Linked DNA regions of Mus musculus: all the other regions are linked to region 1. The links are chromatin contacts, called in public Hi-C maps. All regions are on one chromosome and are shown on one strand. The core of a region is the stretch at or near the end of the contact, and the rest is flanking DNA. Distances in the headings are between cores, read along the strand shown. Region 1 has its middle 7.5 kb from the start of Gm36686. Region 2 overlaps Gm36367 (a long non-coding RNA gene). Region 3 has its middle 17 kb from the start of Gm46133.

What was found. A called contact is a pair of places that touch in the nucleus more often than the background predicts.
Region 2: a contact with region 1 is called in a Hi-C map of cortical neurons, with 5 times the contacts expected there. The contact joins two enhancer-like sites. A contact is called at or near these places in 7 of 484 Hi-C or Micro-C datasets (cerebral cortex, cortical neurons, embryonic stem cells and 2 more) and 2 of 115 datasets of contacts at active chromatin or transcription factors (astrocytes and neural progenitor cells).
Region 3: a contact with region 1 is called in a Hi-C map of cerebral cortex, with 5 times the contacts expected there. The contact joins two enhancer-like sites. A contact is called at or near these places in 1 of 15 datasets of contacts at CTCF or cohesin (embryonic stem cells), 9 of 484 Hi-C or Micro-C datasets (cerebral cortex, cortical neurons and embryonic stem cells) and 2 of 115 datasets of contacts at active chromatin or transcription factors (VIP interneurons and neural progenitor cells).

What each region holds. Positions count from the first base shown.
Region 1 is chr9:113,632,492-113,635,572 of GRCm38.p6, forward strand. No RefSeq gene overlaps it. Among named protein-coding and RNA genes, the nearest start is that of Gm36686, 7.5 kb to the left of the region's middle. Within about 2 kb of position 1,355, at least 20 of the 459 cell types and tissues checked have an H3K27ac peak or open chromatin away from gene starts, as enhancers often do. A contact at or near this core is called in VIP interneurons, cerebral cortex and cortical neurons, where this site is marked.
Region 2 is chr9:113,304,568-113,307,744 of GRCm38.p6, forward strand. The region is part of intron 3 of Gm36367 (a long non-coding RNA gene); the gene reads left to right. Among named protein-coding and RNA genes, the nearest start is that of Gm36367, 10 kb to the left of the region's middle. Within about 2 kb of position 1,289, at least 16 of the 459 cell types and tissues checked have an H3K27ac peak or open chromatin away from gene starts, as enhancers often do. A contact at or near this core is called in cerebral cortex and cortical neurons, where this site is marked.
Region 3 is chr9:113,156,193-113,159,300 of GRCm38.p6, forward strand. No RefSeq gene overlaps it. Among named protein-coding and RNA genes, the nearest start is that of Gm46133, 17 kb to the left of the region's middle. Within about 2 kb of position 1,464, at least 23 of the 459 cell types and tissues checked have an H3K27ac peak or open chromatin away from gene starts, as enhancers often do. A contact at or near this core is called in VIP interneurons, cerebral cortex and cortical neurons, where this site is marked.

The sequences.
Region 1 (3,081 bases), core at 105-2,604:
GTCGGAGGCAGCAACAGTTGGGCAGTCTATCTTCAGGCCCTCCCAAGCTCCTCCTAGCTACGATCATCTTTTATTCCTTCCTGCCCACAGACATCTCAATTTATCCTCTCTCACAAAGGAAAATGATTGCAAGGTCCTACCCTCTTTTTCGTGAAGAGAAAAGAAAACTAATATTGTTTTCCTGCTCAGAGCTTTGTCAGAAATGCCTCGAAGACAAAATTAAATTTGAGATCAATCAAAACCTTGAGCAAAGAGATGAGCCAGACTTCCCTCAGGGCTCAGGCTATGCAGTCCTCTGCCAGGCACTGTAAGTCCCGGCCCTGGCAGGTGACCCAGCCCTTGGGAGGACTGCTGGGTGCCTGCCCTTCCTGTCCCTGGATTTTACCTCCTGATGATGTCATCCTTGCCCTGATCTGATCCCAGTTTCGGGTGCACAGCCCTGGTCCCTTAGGGCTAAGGAACCTTGAACTGTGAGTCTGGCTTCTTAAATACTCTAAGGGTGGTCTCCGTGACCCTCAAAACAGCAGCCAGCAGCTAAGCATTGTGTCTTTCCCCATCATAAGGATGAGTTAGGTTGATTGAGGATTTTCTTTTTTGTCCTTTAAAATTGTTAAGTGGCTGCAGCTCAAAATGTCACAAACACAAAAATAACATCTCTTGACACTCCGTAGGTTAAAAACAGTTCCTGGGATGAGGTCTATGTTCTGTTTCTCTGCATCTTCTTGGCTGGCACCTCCCTCCCTCCCTCCCTCCCTCCTTTCCTCTCTCCCTCCTTCCCTTCCTCTCTCTTCCATGATAAGCCTCATGGCTTTTCATAGTTTGTTTTTGCAGGCGTCCTGGTCTCCTGCAGTATCTTTCCCATCTCTGCCTAGCTCTTGTCTCCTCAGCCCCACCCACCAGAGCCTCCTCAGCTGCCCCAGCTCAGCCGCCCCAGCTCAGGCACAGCCTTTGGCCCGTATCTGCCTGTACCCAGGGTTCAGTCTCCTGCCTTCCCTTCTGCGTTCAGACCTGCTTTGTTGCTCTCTGGGCAGAGGTTCTGTGGAACACAAATGCAGCTGAGGCTTTGGTGACTAACTTGGGCTCACGCCCAGTGCCATCGGCTACTGCCATGTTGGTGGGGACAGAATCCTTGCTAACTCATCTAGGCAGGGAGCCATGGCTTGGAGCCGAGCAGCAAAGTGTCTGGGGACCAAGGAGGGGACTGATGATGGAAAACACATCAAAAGAATAGGCGATAACTCCAGTTTTCTTTCTCAGAACACCTGGCCAAGATGCCTCCTCTCTATTCCTGTCAGCCAAACAGGACGGCTGCCTCACGTAAAGAATGGGGCTTTGGCAGAGCACACAGGGGTGCAGTCAGGCCTCTGGGCAGAAATGCCTTGACTCTGTGTTCTGTCTCCCAGGGCCTCAGTGTACTCACTCGTGAAGGTAATAGCTCGAAGTGTTTCTCAAGTTCATAGAAGACAGCCGCCATAATAGATGTGAGGCACCATTGTCTCCTGGCTTCTGTTCAAAACTTCTTCCCACCAAGAATGGTGGAGCACACACCTTTAATCCCAGCACTTGAGAGGCAGTTGGGTCTCTGTGAATTCAAGGCCAGACTGTTCTACATGGTGATACCTTATCTCAAAAATAAATAAATAAATAAATAAATAAATAAATATCTTCTTATGGCCTCTCCTGTCTCTCTGTAGGAAAAAAAAAATGGCTCTTGGATAATCTCTCCAAAAAAGCTCTCTTTCAATCAGTCAATTTGCTTACAAAAGTTTACTGAGCACCTACCCCGTGCCAAGATCCTTTGCCAAGTACTGGGCATTCAAATCAAATGAGATAATCCTGCTATCTAGGGAATCCCAGGGCAGCAGAAGTGACAAATACCAGGTAAGACAGGACACCTCAGAGATGTAGAGGAAGGGTAGCTACCGGATATAGCAAGGATAACCCATGTTCTCTTTGGAGTCATGGTTTCCGTCAGGTTACCTGCCCTCCTTGGGAGGGAGGACTCCTGTCATGAAAATCGAGGGGCTGGAAGCTGTCAGTATTTAAGGTTTGTAAGTCTTCCATGGCCTGCTCCGAAAGATCCTGCTATGAAGAAAATATGAAGGATGTGTGACTAGGAGAAGACTCTGCCAAGGAAGTGTTTGACTCACAATCGTGAGGACCTGAGTTTGATCTACAAGAGATGGGAGAAGCCATCATGGCACACACTCAAAATCTCATTGCTGGAGAGCCTGAGACAGGTGGATCGCTGGGACTGGCTAGCAAGTGAGCATAGCCTATTTGGAAAGTTCTAGGTCAGTGAAGAATCTGCATCAAATAGTATGAGCAATGCCTCATCTTTTCCTCTGGCTTCCACGTGCATGTGCACACGCATGCGCACACAAACACACACACATGGTGAATAAATAAGAAGATTCTAACCTCCAGGTAAGCTTTATACTCTAACAAACTCTCCCCTCTCCCTTAAACACACACACACACACACACACACTCACACACACTCACACACACACACACACACACTCACACACACACACACACTCACACACACACACCAGCACTCACTGTAAGAGGATCTTGTGTATCACTCATAACCGAGCAACCTGCCATCTGCCCCCGCACCTCTCTCTTTGGTCATGGCTGAGAGGTACTGCAGGGGTCTCCTGGATGCACCTGGAATGAATTCAGGTCTCATCCTAGTGTGGCACGCAGCTGCTGAGTTAATAAGAAAGCTCTGGCAGCTTCGGAAGGCAGTTCAGGGCTTTGAGCTATTTATAGACACTTCAATATGCACAACGGTTGCCTTACACTTTCCATTAACCCCTCCGAGGTTTGAACCGGCAGATTAATTTCCCAGTTCTCTGAGGAATGCTGGCCTTTATTAACCCCATTAGGACATTTTCTTTAGGGGTTCAATTCTCTGTGTGTGGAGAAAAAAAAAAACTCTGAACGTCTTCATAGGCTTGTTCAATTTACCTTGTGCTTCTTAAGTTATAAAAAATAAGAAGAATTTCAAACTCCAAATGATAAACATTCCAAACAGTTTTTGTAGCAAATAAAACTCATAGCTGGGGCATGCAA
Region 2 (3,177 bases), core at 39-2,538, 330 kb before region 1:
TCTGTGATAACCACTATGACCAAAGCAACTCGGGAAAGTAAGGGTTTATTTGGCTTACATTTCCTGAATACAGTCTGACTTTGAGGGATGTCAGGACAGGAGCCCCAAGTGGAAGTCTGGAGCCAGAAACTGATGCAGAGGCCCTAGAGGAGTGCTGCTTTACTGGCTTGTTTAGTCTATTTTCTACCCAGGACCACTTGCTCAGGGAGTAACCAATGGGCTGGGTCCTCCTGTATCAATCACTAATCAATAAAGTGTCCTCTGGCCTTACATAAGGCAACCTGATGGAGGCATTTCCTCTATTGGGGTACTTCCCTGATTACGCTAGCGTGTGTCTAGTTGACCAGAAACTACTCAGGACAGGACCCTCCTGTACTAAACTCCAGCAACTGGCACAACTATTACCTCCACTTCATACTCCAGAGAACAGAGGCTCAGAGAGGCCAATCCCCTGCCCAAAGTTAAGCATGAAACCAGTAGAGGACACATGTAAATCACCCCAGGGCATCTCCCAAGAAGTCTTAGGTCTCTCCTGAGGCATCACCTATCCTTCGGTACCCACAGATTGGGAAGAAGGTCTGGATACCCATGCCAAACTCCTTTTACAGAAAGATGCCAGATAGACTAGGGTGTGCTGGGAAGACAGGCTGAGGTACATGGTACTCTGAGGCTAAGACCTAGACTGGACACATCCCTAGTCTCCTGTCTTGAGTCTATCGGGATGCTCTCAACTTCACCATGGTTCCCAATGCAAGCATGGTAAAGCCCTTGGCCCTCATCCTGCAAAACCTCTTCAATTAGCAAGGTTTCCCCCTACAACTGCTGAATATGTTTAAGTCTCTACCTTACAGAGTTCCTTTCCTTCTTTGCTGCACCCCTCCCCAGAGCTCTCCTCTCTTCTCCCCTCCTCTCTTGTTTCTCCTCACACTTCTTTTACTTTCTTACCTACCCCTGGCTTCGCTCACAGACCAAGAGTTGCAAGGACACATCAGCGCAATCCAGAGTGTCACATAACCCAGGGGCCCCTCATCCTTGCTCATAAGTAGCATCTACCTGGACCCAGCACCTCACAGCTGTCTGATTAGAGCTCAGAGGGAGGTTTTGTCTGGAGATGGTTTTTATAGTGTTCGCCGAAGGGGTGCCTGCATGTGGTTTCCATGCCAAAATGAAGCAAAGCTTTTTGGAAGAGGAAGGCGAAACAAAAAGCCCAGCCAGTCCCTCTCAGTATTGTTCTGTATGCCAGCAACTTGATGCTTTTTCAGCGTGGAGAAAAGAGGCTGCAAATGCCATCCTGAGCTCCAGGCCAAGCTTCCTCTGGGCCAGTGGACTTCTCAGCATGAGGGGCGCTGCTGCTCAGAGCCTGAGACAGCAGAACAATGGACAAGCTGAGCTTGGAGCTTCCCACCCAGACACCAAGGCTAAAAATGACTTCTCCCCACATGGGTACCATATTCAGCATGAAGCGCTGGGAGCTGAAGGCTCTGCACAGAACTGGGGGGAAATGTTTATCTATCTCTGCAGCCAGCAGTCCACAGCATGAGGAGCTACTCTGGCAGAGGCTGGGGGTTGATGGAGTGGGAGGGGACTTGCAATTCTATTTAAAGGAGACTTAAACCCAGGATTAGGACAGGACAAGGTAAAGTCATCTGTCCACCCTTTGTCAGTTGCTGAAGTTCCTTGCCTGGGTGACCCCTCCTAAAGCAAGCAAGACTAACCCAGTGAGGCTCAGGCCCTCCCTGCTATTCCCTTACCTCTCACAGCAGCCTCACAAGTAAATGAACAAAACTCCCTGACCCTGGCCATTTTCATCAAAAGGAATTTAAAAGGTGGCCCCACATAAGTTGGGGAACTTGGGGTGGGGGCAATAGCAACCTCTGCCCCCTATGCACAAAGCATTTGCATGGACTCCGGAAGAATCCAGATCCCCCTTCAAAAGAATGGCGGTTTCTGGATGCATGTATACCACCACTGTATTCTATATTTCTTGTTCTTCACGTGGCTGCTGTTTGAGTCTCTCCTCCCCGCTATGCACACATCTTTTCATCAGCTTCCATTGTCATTGTTTCCTGGTGTCTCGGCATGATTTCCATAAATATAGCTTGAGACAAGGATTTAAACACACTTGATCCATTTGGGGGAGAAAGAAAAGAAAGAGGATTTGAGAGGGTGAAGGAGTTAAGCAAAGATGTGAACTCAGATAAAATCCAGCCTTGGATTGATTGACAGAAGGATCTGGGAGGGAAGTGTTGTGTAGAGGAGTCCCTTCCTTTATCTCCAATGTTCTGAACCCTGTTACAAGTCCAGCCTTGGCTGTGAGTCTTCCCAAGATTGACCATGTGCAAACATCAAGGCCAGAATGCTGAAGACTTCTTGGAGAACGTTTTTCTATTTCTTGGGATAACTCTAGAGCAGTCCATGCTTCCAGCATCTGGGAAGAACTTCTCATCCAAGAAATGGCAACTTGTCAACTGGAAAGTTCCACAGCAGTTGGATCCTCTGGTCTCAGTGTTCTCCTGTACCCCAAGTCAAACAGGGTCAAAAGGGAAATGCCGTTCCATCTACCGGCCATCCCAATTCCAGAGCCAGTAGATGCTGTCTTAGTCTCCGTAGGAGGATCAGGCAAGGGAGACTCCATTCATGTCTTTCTTGACCTTCATCTCCAAAATCCACCACCCCAGTGCAGACTCTCGCTTGGGCCAGGTCAATGATGTTCCCATCAGTTTCCCAGCTCCGGGATGATGTCTGTTCAAGTTCACATGTTTCCTCCTGACTTGAAAATAGCTGAGAATAGAACTAAAGCATATGTGTAGTATGTGTCTATTTATTAGCTCAATTTAGCCTTTACAGGATATATATATGTCATGTCTTCATGTTGTACACAATAAATGTATGTGTGCAGTTTCTACTTATGGATAAATGAGTGAATGTTATTTCCCTTGCCTAAATCCTTGTTTGGTAGCACTCAACCTAGTACAGTCCTCTATATTATAATGTCTACGTTGTAATGAGGCTATTATTACATTAATTAGGATCCTTCATAAGCCATGTGAGTTCTGAAAGTTTGAAGTCCGTCATTAGTGTCCATACCCTCTTCTATGTCAATACCTAGCACCTGGAGGACAGACATCCATATATTTGACTTGAAAATGGTACACAACCCTGTCCACAGAGCTGAGT
Region 3 (3,108 bases), core at 214-2,713, 480 kb before region 1:
TCTGAAACAGCTGATCTTTCCATACACAGATGCTGAGGTCCACAGAGGGCTGATAGGGCCAGAATAGCTAACGGAATTGGATACAATAATTGGTCTCAACGTGTCCAAAATTAAAGAGCTGCAGCTTTTAAATGCCCTAAGAATCTAGATCAGGGTAAAACAGAGCTGACAGAAAACTTGCACAGGTGGCCCTGTCAACATTCTGTCAGGAAGGAAGGAAAGGCCCAGGAGGGCCCACCTCTCCCTGAGGATGTGCAAGAAGCTACTGTAATGAGGGCATGGAGAGAGATTTTCTTTGGTGGTGTAGTTATTGATAAATTGTCCATGCCTCTATAAGTAACCCTTCATCCATGCCCCTATATCCAATCCTTATGAAACTCATTGGAATGTACACACACACACATGCACACACACACACACACACACACACACACACCACTCATACACTCATGTGTTATTATTGGGGGTGGGGGGACAATGTTAAAGTAGAAGGGGACCAGCTAGGTAGGATGATGTCAGCATAAATGTGAAGCAGGTAAAAAAAAAAAAAAATAAAAAAGACCATGAGGGAGGTCAAAACATATTACATGTGTGCATAAAAATTTCATATTGAAGAGCTGGGGAGGAGACTCAGTAGTCCAGAGTGTGTGACCCATTTGCAGAGGACCAGAGTTTGTTCCTCTGCATCCCCTAAGATGGCTCACGACCACCTGTCACTCCAGCTCCAGGGGAATCTGATGCCCTCTTCTGGCCTCTGCAGGCACTGCACTCAGATATATACAAACCTATACCAATACCCATACACGTAAATTAAAATGCTAAAAATGAAAAAAAAAATGTCCTTTAAAAAGTTAAATATTACAACGAAACTCATTATTATGTACAATCAATGCATGCTTTTAAAAATAAGGGTGAAGGTTGGTAAGGAATTAAAAGGACATTTAAATCATTTTCCTTTTCCAGAGTGGCAAGCCAGCCCCACATCCTTAGTTCTTTATCACCAGGGAAGGTGTGGGAGGTAGAAAGAAAATGGGGACCCTCTTCCCGTGGTGCCTGGATGGGACCAGTGTGCAGCAGACCAGGAGTTGCAATCCAAAGCAGGAACTGATAACAAAATTCTAATCCCTTCAGGCACACACTCTCGTTTGTTCTCTTCCCATGATTCCGGCCACCTGCTTCTTGCCTCCCTCCTTCCCACTTCAAATATACAGGTAAAAGAAAACAGACCCACTGTGTGAATCCAAATCAGCATCTGGTCGCAGAAATTGAGAAATGGTCTCTAATGAATTTATCCCTGGGACAAAAAGAAAACAGTAATTAGGCCGAACATCGGAAAAGTGCTTGCCAGCGCACTTTTGTGCTATGGTTTCATTTTATCTTGCGGGATGAGTGGAACCGTAGGTAAGACACGCTCCGAACTGTGCTCCGGACCACGCAGGTGTTCAGTGGGAGCCACTCTCCCTCTTTCTTGTTTCCCAGTAGACCCTCCTGCTGTCACCGTTCCAGCGTGCCTCTGGGCTGTCACTTTCTGTTACTCTCCGAAGTGAAAACTGGGGCAATATTATTCTCTTCCTTCCACGATAACAAACAGAATCCTACCAAATCCCTTTAAAATGAACCTGCAGACATGAGAGTGACAGGTTTTATAAATCATTCTAATGGGGAGAAACTACACCCCTCCTCTGCACAAACCCAGCCTGGGCCTGTTCCACGGCGCCTGCCATATGGAAGCAGTTTAACTCAGCAGCCCTTACCAGGAGATCTCATCAGGACCTGTGTAGTCTGAATGTTTGCCGTGTGATAATACAGACCACCAGAAAAAAACAGGACGCTGAAGTTGTATGACTTTAGCTGTGTCTGGGGGGGGGGGGGGGGGAGGAGAGAGTGGGGAAGGGTGTCTATGTGTGCTAACACAGAAATAAAACTCTATTGTAAGGAAATGTTAGGAGATATTGCCTTTTTTTCTACTACTGCCTACAGAGGTATTCTAATTTGCTTCTCCATCACTGTGATAAAAATACTTCTCAAAAGCAACTTGGGGAGGCAACCGTTTGCTTGGCTCACACTTCTGCTTCATACCCCATCGTGAAAGGAAGTCAAGGCGAAGGGACTGAAGAAGGAATCGTAACGCAGGAGCTGAAGCAGAGGCCACCCAGGGGTGCTGCTTACTCGCACCCCATTGCTTGCTTAACTTGTTCCTTATAGAACCCAGGACCACCTACCTGCCCAGGGTGGCACTGCCTACAATGGCCTGGTCCCTCCCACATCCATCACTAACCAAAAAAAAACGGAACTGACAAACTCAAAATCCAGTGTCTTTCCTTGGCCATGCAATGTGTTCATCTCTCAGCATACATACCCTGCAGGCAGAATTAACCAATTGTCTTTCTATGCTCCCAGGGCTATGTGACTGATTAGCCCTAATTCTACAACTCAGCCTTTGTACGATAGGCCCCTTCACAGGAACGAAGGCCAGGCAACATCTTCATCTTTATAATCGCCCCTAGGCTTAGCGTGGGAACTAGCATTTGCTAGGTGTTCAGCAAATGTACATGGAATTTAAATGAAATTTAAAAGCATGAAGCAAATACAATAGCTCCTAACATACTCTAATGATCCATGCTGTGGGATGTCCCACCCACCCCTTCTCCAGGTATAGTGTGTGTGTGTGTGTGTGTGTGTGTATGTATTATATGTGTGTATGTATTATGTGTGTATGTGTGTATATATTATGTGTGTATGTGTGTATGTATTATGTGTGTATGTATTATGTGTGTATGTATGTGTGTGTATGTATATGTGTGCATGGGTATGTATGTATGTGAATGCATGTGTTGTGTGAGGTGTATATGTGTGTGTATGTATGTGTTGTGTGTGTATGTGTGTATAGGTGTGTATATATGTATATGTGTGTATGTATGTATATATGTGTGTGTATGTATGTATGCATGTGTATGTATGTGTGTATATGTGTATGTTGTGTATGTGTGTATGTATATATGTGTGTATGTATGTATGTATATGCATGTGTGTATGTGTATGTTGTGTATGTGTGTGAATGTGTTGTATATGTGTGTATATGTGTGTATGTATGTGTATGCATATGTG